Linked DNA regions of Mus musculus: regions 2 and 3 are each linked to region 1. A link is a contact called in public HiChIP or PLAC-seq and Micro-C data. All regions are on one chromosome and are shown on one strand. The core of a region is the stretch at or near the end of the contact, and the rest is flanking DNA. Distances in the headings are between cores, read along the strand shown. Region 1 holds the start of Platr14 (pluripotency associated transcript 14). Region 2 holds the start of Depdc7 (DEP domain containing 7). Region 3 holds the start of Tcp11l1 (t-complex 11 like 1).

Region 1 (2,977 bases), core at 292-2,791:
TGGGTGGAAGCACACAGTCCTACACACTAATGATAAATTAGTAATGAGACCTTTAAGATAAGTAAGGCCAGCAGAGCCTTCTTTTGCCCACTCACCGTTGTCAATGAGATTCAGCCATGTTTCCTAGTTCAGGTCTTTTTATCTGCTGCATTTTTTATCCAGACAGGCTCTCTAAGTCAGGCCAGCCTCAAACTAGATCCTTAGCTGAGGCTGTCCTTGAACTCCTGATCCTCCAGCCGCATCTCTTGAGGGCGGGGCCTATGGAGTATGCTCCTGTTCTTGGCTCCTCTTGCACATTCCACGGGTGCCCGTATCCCAGTTACCTCTGTGTGTTGGCTTACGTAGTCATCCACATGACCTTGCACGTGTATTTAGGGTGTACAGTTCGGAGTGGATCCACTCCAGATAGAGTATGCACACGTTTAGCTTGCTTAGGACAGGCCAGCTTAGGGAGGGAGAGATGGGAGATCACAAGTGCAAGGTTATCCTTGGCTACATAAGGTGTGGGAAGCGATGCTGGCTCACACTGGACCCTGTCTCCAAAACCCAAAGTGGGCCAGGTGTGATGGCACAGGCCTTTAGTCCTAGCACAGAGGCAGGTAGATCTGTACGTATGTGTTTAAGAACAGCCTGCTCTACGTGGCAAGTTCCAGACCAACCAGAGCTACATAGACCCTGCCTCAAAGACAAAAACAAACTAGGGAGCTGGAGGAGAGCCCAGTGGTTAGGAAGTCTCTCACTGTAGGGAGTTGGAGAGAGAGCCCAGTGGTTGGGAATTCTCTCACTGTGACAGCCTTGGTTCTCTATCTGTCTGAGTCATTTCCACTCCCGTGAAAAACCCCTCACCCATATTCCTGAACATAAGCCTAGTAAAGCTTTATTGGTTCACAAAAAAAAAAAAAAAAAAAAAAAAAAAAAAAAAGAAAAGGAAAGGAAAGGAAAGAAAAGAAAACAAAATCGATTTCAGTAAAAAATAAAATAATAAATAAAAGCAAACGCTTTCTTTCGTAAGTAGCCTTAGTCATAGTGTTTTATATCAGCAATTAAATAGTCACTAATGCAGAAGCCTTAATGGATTTTGTGGCTATAAAAGGCTTGACATTAAAGTGTCCTGAAGAGGGGGGTTTGTCTTCAGAGAAGACTCAGTCATCCTTGAGGGTTTTCCCTGTGCTGTTGGGATGTTTTCCCTCAGCTTAAACCAAAAACAGTCTTCAAACAAACAAACAAAAACCAAAAAACCTACCACGCCCAAGGCAACTTACAAAAGAAAGAGTTTACTTATTTATTTTCCTTGTATTGAGATAGACTTTTTTTTTTTTTCTCTCACATTACATATGTTGTGGATGGCTCTGTGCTGCCTGTATTTTATGTTAATTCTGCTCCCCCGGGAGAGACTGCCTGGAATGAGGAATGAGTTATCTGCACAGGTGGCTTCTTGTGAACCAATCCCTTAAAGAATAAAGGAGCCAATCACTGGGTGAGTAGGCGGGACTTCCGGATTGGTCAGAGGAAGAGAGGAAGCAGGAGAGAGTTTTAGGTCTTTTGGAATGGGGACAGCATATATGTAAGATGTAGCTGCTAGAGTTTCCCGGTATCATGGCGGATGTGTAAGGATTCGCCACCAGAGGAATCAGATTTTAATAAGGCTTACAAGATTAGGTTTTAGTTGTTGTGCCCAGAGATTGAGTTACCATTGTTTCTGAACTAAGTTTGTGTTGGCTTTCCCTTCACACAGTGGGGGCGGCTCATCTGGGTTCAAGAGAGAAAGGTATCCTGTAAAGCATGGGTGTGCTAAATGTGCAACACAAAGGTTGTGGGGGATTTGAAGCACAGGTGGGCTTGGTAAGGACCCACCAGTGGGAACCTAGGGGGCTGGGTGGAGAGATTGTGGAGTTCTGAGTCAGAGTCTCCATGAGATAAAACAAGTTGACCAATGCCTGACCAGACCACTGGGGCAGAGAGTTGCTGGCACAAGCATGGGAACGTGTCAGTTCTTTTTTAATATTTCCCACAACAAATATATATCCTGATTACAGTTTCCCCTCCCTCTACCCCCCTCCCCGTTCCTCCCTGAATTTCAGGGTTCAGACTACAAACTGCTTCTGTGTGACTAAGAGAAGAAGAATCAGAGTAAAGAGAAACATACTCTCTTAATCTCCGAAGATTAACGGCAGGAGGAGCTCTAGAATTTCACAAAGGTGCTGTCAGGACACATGAAAATCTAGAGAAAAAGACCAGCTTGAAGAGACCAAAAAGAAGAAAGCCTGCCAATCACATCCTCCAGAGATTCTGAGACACACACACCCCTGGTGTAGGGGGACACCATCTGAAAGGTAAGCCAGCCTTGGCAGAAAGATGTGTGGGCCTCCCACAGCCTCACAAGCCTCCAGTCCAGTTGTGGGTTTGTTTTGGTTTTTTGTTTGTTTCTCCAGCAGATGAGTCAGCAAAGGAGAGGAATCCTGTTTTGCTGCCAATTGATATGACTTGGAGAGCAATGGTTAGAGGCCATCCCAAGACAAAAACTATTGTGTAAAATCAAGAGAGCATGGGGGCTTGAATGCAGGGAATAACCACAAACCAGGAACCTGAATGTAGTCTGATCCACAAAGAGAGATAACCCTGGAAGGCAGCTGTGGAGAGCAAGAGGACCAGATGTTGACTAGCCAAACAGTGTAGGTGGTGAGATGTTAGACTCAGTGAATCACACAGGGAAAGAAAGCTGGGTCCTCCATGACTAAGAACATACTGAGTCCACCAACTGAAACTGGCCTTGAGTTTGATAGTCTGAATCTGAGCTCAGCAGGTAGATCAACCTGCAGCACCACCTGTCTGCCATTCATCTGAGCAGAAACAGCAAATCCACATCTGCATCAACTGATACTTAAGAGGCTGAACAAGTCTGTATAACTCTCCTCAGCTGCATTAACAGCAAAGGAATAGACATACACACAATGGTCTATGGTTTTGTGTGTCAACT
Region 2 (2,977 bases), core at 244-2,743, 180 kb after region 1:
CCTCAGCAGCCCCCTCAGCCCTGGGTGCCTGATGCTGAGGACAGTAAGTGAGCGGTCTTTTCCTTCAGTGAGAATCTGCTAGCCACACAGGTCAAACCTTCCCACAGTGAGTCAGCTAGCTACCCAGTTTTAAAATGCATTCCCTCTCACCACCTAAAAACCTGTTCACAAATGTCCAGAGCCCAGAACTGACATTTCAGCTGTTAGGAAAGACCTTCCGAGTTAAAGTAGGTGAATTTGGGAATCCCATTTACCAGAGAGAGCCTAAAGCTATCAACAATTTCCAGTGCCATGTCAAGTGATAAAGTGATCAGAGCCTGTTAGGTGAGAGCAGTAAGTGGTCAGATCTTGTTTGCTGGGGTTTTTTTTGTTTTGTTTTGTTTTTTGAGACAGTCTCATTTTTTAACTGTTTGGTTTGGAACTTTCTGTGTAGAGCTGACTTGGAACTCAGAGGCCTTACCTCTCTCTGCCTCCCCAGTGTAGGACTGAGGGCTTACACCTCTACAGCTGGACTATAGGCCGCTTTTATAATCTGTACCGAGAAAGCAGTTCTCTAGCAAAATTCATCATTAAGATCTTGGAGATTATGTGGAGCATTGATTAGTAAAGTCAGTCAAACACAATAGCTGGGACCACTGAGATACACTTTTCTGACCTAGGGGAAGGAATCACTGTTTCCGCAAGTTGGCATTTTACAAATGAAAAGCTTTGGTAGAGAGCCAATTTCTCCAGCTCTCTATCCCGCAGTTCCAGAAAGGGGGAAAGGTGGCACCTTATCCAAACAAATCCAAATATCTCCTTATTTGCAGAATTAAGAGTCAGAATTTTAGAACGGATTATCGGATTCGGGTCAAAGATCTTACACCCGCCCTCAATGATTCAATACATTTGTCTCCCAAAGTCATGTAACTATCAGATCAGGGGTTGGGGGGGGGTGATGGGGGCTTCACTGAAACATTGCTTGTAGCGAAAGTGTTAAATTTACACAATATTACTTCATCTCCTGAGTCTGGGAGCCACCGACCTCTGATCCCACCATGCAGTCAAGAGTTCGTTCTCCAGACGCTGGCCAGGAAACTATTCAAAATTCCGCGCGTGTCACAAGTCAGGCTGTGGAGCCTAACCCCCACTGCGAGCGAAGTTTGGTAAAGTTCCTAAAACGCCGAGCTCTGGCTGCGGCGGGGTCCGTGGCCCGTGGCCCGTGGCCGGCTGCCCACCCAGGAGGAGAAAGCGGATCCTCGCGGCCGCGCAGCCCGCGGAGCGCACCGCCCGCCCACAGCCCGCGCCCGCCCCACGCTGCCGCGGCCCTCCGACCCACCCGGAGGTCTCTGTGCAGGGCTGTGCAGAGCCGACAGGTTCAGCGCCGCCGCCTTCTCTCGAACCGTGGCCATGTCAGCGGCGGGCTGGACTCCGTGCCCGCGCCGCCGCTGCTGCCGCTGCTCCACAGACTGCGCGCCCGCGCCGAAGCCTCGGGTTAACTCCCGGGGAGCGGGGCTCCCGGCGGGCTCCGCCCCTGGCGATCACGTGTTTCACAGACTGGCTCCAAGCCTCTGCGCTCCAAAACGCCCCAGGCAGCTCCAGGCGGGCGGTGTCCAGGTAGAAAGTACTTAGGCATGGCTTTTCCAGTGCTAGTCGGTACTAGCCCGGGGCTAGACCCGCTGAGTCCCAAGGTGTCCCTCCAGGATCTGCCCTCGCTCCAACCGGAGTCTTATTGCTCCAGGTCTCAGTGCTTTCTGCTCTCACCTGCTAGTATTAGGACCAGGTTGGCTGGGCTTTTAATGAGAATTACCTGAACCGACATTTAGCAATTCGTATTTGGACCATAAATGCTCCCAAGTGTGTCAGGATAATAAATACTTGGAGTTTTTTTCCTTCCTGTCCCTCTAAAGAACAAACAAAACCTTATCTAGCCTAGGAGAGCAATGTCTAGAGGTCAGAGGACCGCAACAACAAAGATCATGGGGCTTCCTGCCAAGGAAATCTGTGTTGATTCTAAATTAACCCTGGGTCTGGTGAGCACCGGGAAGGGGAGCATGGAAGAACAAACTGGAGGGGGAAGGAGAGAGGGTTGCTGCTGGGAGCGCTTCAGTTTCTTGGGTAATTGAGGTAGAGAAACCAGGGACCCAGTGCTGGGTTAAGTCGGCAAGGTTGAATGATGTTGGAGATCATTAACCTAGCTGACGGATGCATGACCGTCCCCTCCCTTCTTCTTTTGAATAAAGTCAGGGTCTTTCTATATACCCTGGCGGTCCTAGAATTTGCTCTGTAGAATAGGCTAGCCACGAACTCGAAAATCTCTGGCTACCTCTATCTCCTGAGTGGGAATAAAGGCATTTGTTCGCAACTGTTGCCCTTTCTATAGATTTCTACCTCTTTTGGGGGGTGTTGTGTTTTATAAAAAAGAAGGAAGGGATATGCTTGGTGGAGGCGTGGTATGTTGTGGTAGAATGGTTCCTCTGCAGGCCCATGCTGAGGTATCCGTTCCCCCTGAGATACCAGTCACACAAGGAGTATAGTATAGAATAGAGTTTGGGGAGGAGTTAAGAGGGTAAGGGAGAGAGAGGGGAGGGGAGGGGAGGGGAGGGGAGGGAGGGGAGGGGAGGGGAGGGGAGGGACAGAGAGGGAAGAGTGTAAGATGGTAGGTAAGAGAGTGAGGAGGCGTCAAGCAGCCCCTTTTACAGTGAGTCAGGCAGGCATACCTGGCTGTTGCCAGGTAACTATGGGGCAGGGCCTAGAAGAAACGCTAACTGGGGGGCGGGGGCTAGAGAGACGATTCAGCAGGTACAGCTCTTGCTTTACTAGCAAAGGATCAGAGTTCAGTTCCCAGTACCCATGTGCCTGCTCACAACCACTGGTCTGTAACCCCAACTCCAGGGTTTCTGATGCCCTCTTCTGGCCTCTGCAGACTCCGAACTTGGGTCTTCATGGTCATAGTAACATAGTTCTTATAACCATTGACATTTCACCATCCTGGAAA
Region 3 (2,977 bases), core at 252-2,751, 150 kb after region 1:
GGTCCTGTCTCCTCCCAGGGCTCTTCCTTCAACCTTATGAATGTTTACATCTTTCTCCAAAGTCCTGCAAGGCTGATTGTGAGACAGCTGGCATCCATCACTGCCTTTAATTCCAGTCAAAATATGATTATTCCAATAGGGATAGGAAGCTGAAAACAATCTAATCAGAGACGGACAGGCATGCTTGCAAGGAGCCACAATGAAACTCAAATTAGCATGACGCTGCTATTCTGAAGAGGAGGAAGCTGAGAAAACTTTCCCAGAAAAGATGACATGTGACCTGTCTTTGAAAGGAGTAGAATTTCACCAAGTTATAACGTCGGGGTAGGGGTGAAAGGAGGGGGGTTTTCATTCCTCCAGCAGAAAAGCCAGTGGTGCCTGAAATGGAAAAGTGGCAGTAAGCAAAGATGGAAAGAGGAATTGGGGGTCTGGTGGGGAAAGCGCTAATTTGTACTCTAAAAATGAAATGAAAAGCTTTGTCTAGATTTTGAACTTCTCAAGAGCCAAGATCAATCATATTCTCCATAAATGCTCTATTAGTATACCCCTAAGCCCCCAAGCCCGGCAAACAGATACTCATTTGTTGACAGACATAAAACCCTGTGTCATCTGTGTGATGTCACTGTTAGGAGGGGTTGTTCAAGGTGTTTTGGGTAGCACTGAACCTGTGGTTTAAAAGTGACAATAACTTCAGTAAAAGTGGCCCATTTTTCTTAAAATGTCCTATTCCCCCATCACTACTGAGGTCTCATTCTGTGTCTTTACTGTGGCTTCAGTTTTCTACAGTTAAGTGCCTCCTGGTTTCCTGCATAAGGGTACCCTGCGGCCACAGACTGCCACACCACCACCATTCCACACTGGCAGCTATAATTAAAGAGTAGTAGGATTATGGGGGGGGGGGTGCTATTTAATTGCTCTCATTCATTCACTCAACAATCATAAAACCCTATGGTACCTAACCAGGAAACCGAGGGGGAGGATCCTGGCACGGGGACCGGCATCTGTCGGAGCTGCACGCCGGCCCAAGCTGAACACAAAAGAATCCTCCAGAAAGGGTCTTTCAAGCGAAAAGAAAAGATCTCTGACCCCCGGCGCCGGGAACCGCGTTCAGATTTCGTCGTAAACAGCTGTTTCGGTCGGCGAGGGCAGGGGCGCGCCGGGGAGTCCGGCCTGGAGGGTGGGCCTCACCCATCCCTGTTCTCCTCCTCGCTCCACCCTGCATCCTCGGGACCCGACCGGCTGGGAGAGGTCCAGAAACCGGAGCGCTTTCGCCCGGTGGATCCCGGGCCGGCCCGCCGGCCTCTGCCCCGCTCACCTGCCGCGGCGTCGGCGACCACCCAGGGTCACTCCGGCTGCGAGTACCGCGGGGTCCGCGACGCGAAAGGGGGGGAGCGATGCGCGCCGGCCTGGGCGCCTGGGCCTCGACCCCCGCCGGGGCGCCTGGCTCTCCCCGAGCTGCGGGCCGTCCTCTGTGCCCCGCGTCGGTGGGCAGCGCCGGCCGCGCTCAGTGCGGGGCGGGGGAGGCGGGATGCGCCTGCCCAGCGTGGGCGGCGCCATGCTCCTGTACGGACCGGCGGCCGGCTCTCCCGCTGTCACCAAGGGGCTCGGGAATCTGGCGCTCGGAGCTGAGCTTCACTACGTTTTTGTGTGGAAAGGCTGATGCGGGCCCGGGGAGGGGGGCGGCCGAGGGAGTGCGGTGGCCCCCGGCTCGAAGTCGCTCCGGCCGCACAGGGAGGCGCCATGTTGAGGTTGGGCAAAAGCGGAGGCGATGGCGCGCAGTTAAAAGTGTGGTAAAGCGCAGGGCGCCTTAGAAGCTACTTTCCCTGCCAGGACTTTGAAAACTGAATATTCCATCAACCAGGCCAATCTCACTCCCTTGCCTTCATTTTGGACACCCACACACTCACAGGCTCCTTTTGGATTCTGAGCCCTGGCTTGAGCGGTCCCTTCGAAGTGTTTGGGTGACCGAGGCTTCAGCTTGATATGAAAAGAGGCGAGAGCAGCGGTTCCCTAGCTCAGCCCTTGGAGAAGTTGCGTTCCAGAAAGGAAGATCATTTCCCCTAAATATCATGTCCCTGGGTCCATAAAGTTGGGGCGGGCATGATCATTGTTGTACAAGAAAAAAAAAATTAAGCCAACAAAAACATCACCCCACTCCAAGCCTGGGGCGCTATAATAGCTAACTTCACTAACAGAAATACTTTGTCATCTGTCTCTATCTTAAATAAAAGATAGGAATCTTTGCTACTTTGTAGATTCTCCTCCCCCACTCCTTCCCCCTCTAACACTAGACCGAAGAGAAATAAGCATAGAGGGGAGAGACAGAGGACAGAGGGGGTGGGGGTGGGAGAGGGATTCTTGATTGATTGATTTGGTTTTTCGAGACAGGGTTTCTCTGTATAGTCCTGGCTGTCCAGGAACTCACTCTGTAGACCAGGCTAGCCTCGAACTCAGAAATCCACCTGCCTCTGTCTCCCAAGTGCTGGGGTTAAAGGCGTGCACCACCACGCCCGGCTAAGGGATCCCTGAATTTAATTTCTTTCCTTTTTTCTTTTTTTCTTTTTTTTTCTTTAAGCACTACTACTAACAAACCGCATATGTAAACTCCGGGCCCCACCTACTGTTTATATATCACTGAAAAGTTTCCAGAATTCCCAACTCACACAATCATAGAAACTATTTGCAGCTCGCAAAACGGAGCTGGAGCTCGAGGCAAATCATTGTCCGCTGTTGCAGACAGTCCTAAGCAGTTCCCCCATCCCTATACCTGGGATTAAAATGAAAGCACATTTTAAAATTTGTGGTTTTGTTGGGCTTTTTTTGGTTTTTGGAGACAGGGTTTCTCTGTGTAGCCCTGGCTGTCCTGGAACTCACTTTGTAGACCAGGCTGGCATCGAACTCAGAAATCCACCTGCCTCTGCCTCCCAAGTGCTGGGATTAAAGGTGTGCGCCACCACTGCCCGGCTTGTTTGTTTTT

Evidence for each region. A called contact is a pair of places that touch in the nucleus more often than the background predicts. HiChIP or PLAC-seq counts read pairs in DNA pulled down with a chosen protein or histone mark.
Region 2: a contact with region 1 is called in an H3K27ac HiChIP or PLAC-seq map of embryonic stem cells, with 5 read pairs. The contact joins the promoter of Depdc7 here to the promoter of Platr14 in region 1. A contact is called at or near these places in 2 of 115 datasets of contacts at active chromatin or transcription factors (both in embryonic stem cells) and 1 of 9 other capture datasets (pancreatic islet).
Region 3: a contact with region 1 is called in a Micro-C map of embryonic stem cells, with 1.9 times the contacts expected there. The contact joins the promoter of Tcp11l1 here to the promoter of Platr14 in region 1. A contact is called at or near these places in 1 of 39 promoter capture datasets (the HPC-7 cell line), 1 of 484 Hi-C or Micro-C datasets (embryonic stem cells) and 3 of 9 other capture datasets (adipose tissue, liver and pancreatic islet).

What each region holds. Positions count from the first base shown.
Region 1 is chr2:104,557,643-104,560,619 of GRCm38.p6, forward strand. It overlaps Platr14 (pluripotency associated transcript 14), which reads left to right and starts at 1,542. Exons shown (of 4, transcript NR_040322.1): 1 at 1,542-1,564; 2 at 2,082-2,333. It also overlaps the pseudogene Gm13884.
Region 2 is chr2:104,741,364-104,744,340 of GRCm38.p6, forward strand. It overlaps Depdc7 (DEP domain containing 7), which reads right to left and starts at 1,494. Exons shown (of 9, transcript NM_144804.2): 1 at 1,319-1,494. The coding sequence starts at 1,391.
Region 3 is chr2:104,710,661-104,713,637 of GRCm38.p6, forward strand. Tcp11l1 (t-complex 11 like 1) reads right to left here and starts at 1,502. Exons shown (of 10, transcript NM_177190.5): 1 at 1,316-1,502. Gm6306 (predicted gene 6306) reads left to right here. Exons shown (of 1, transcript NR_166704.1): 1 at 1-2,243.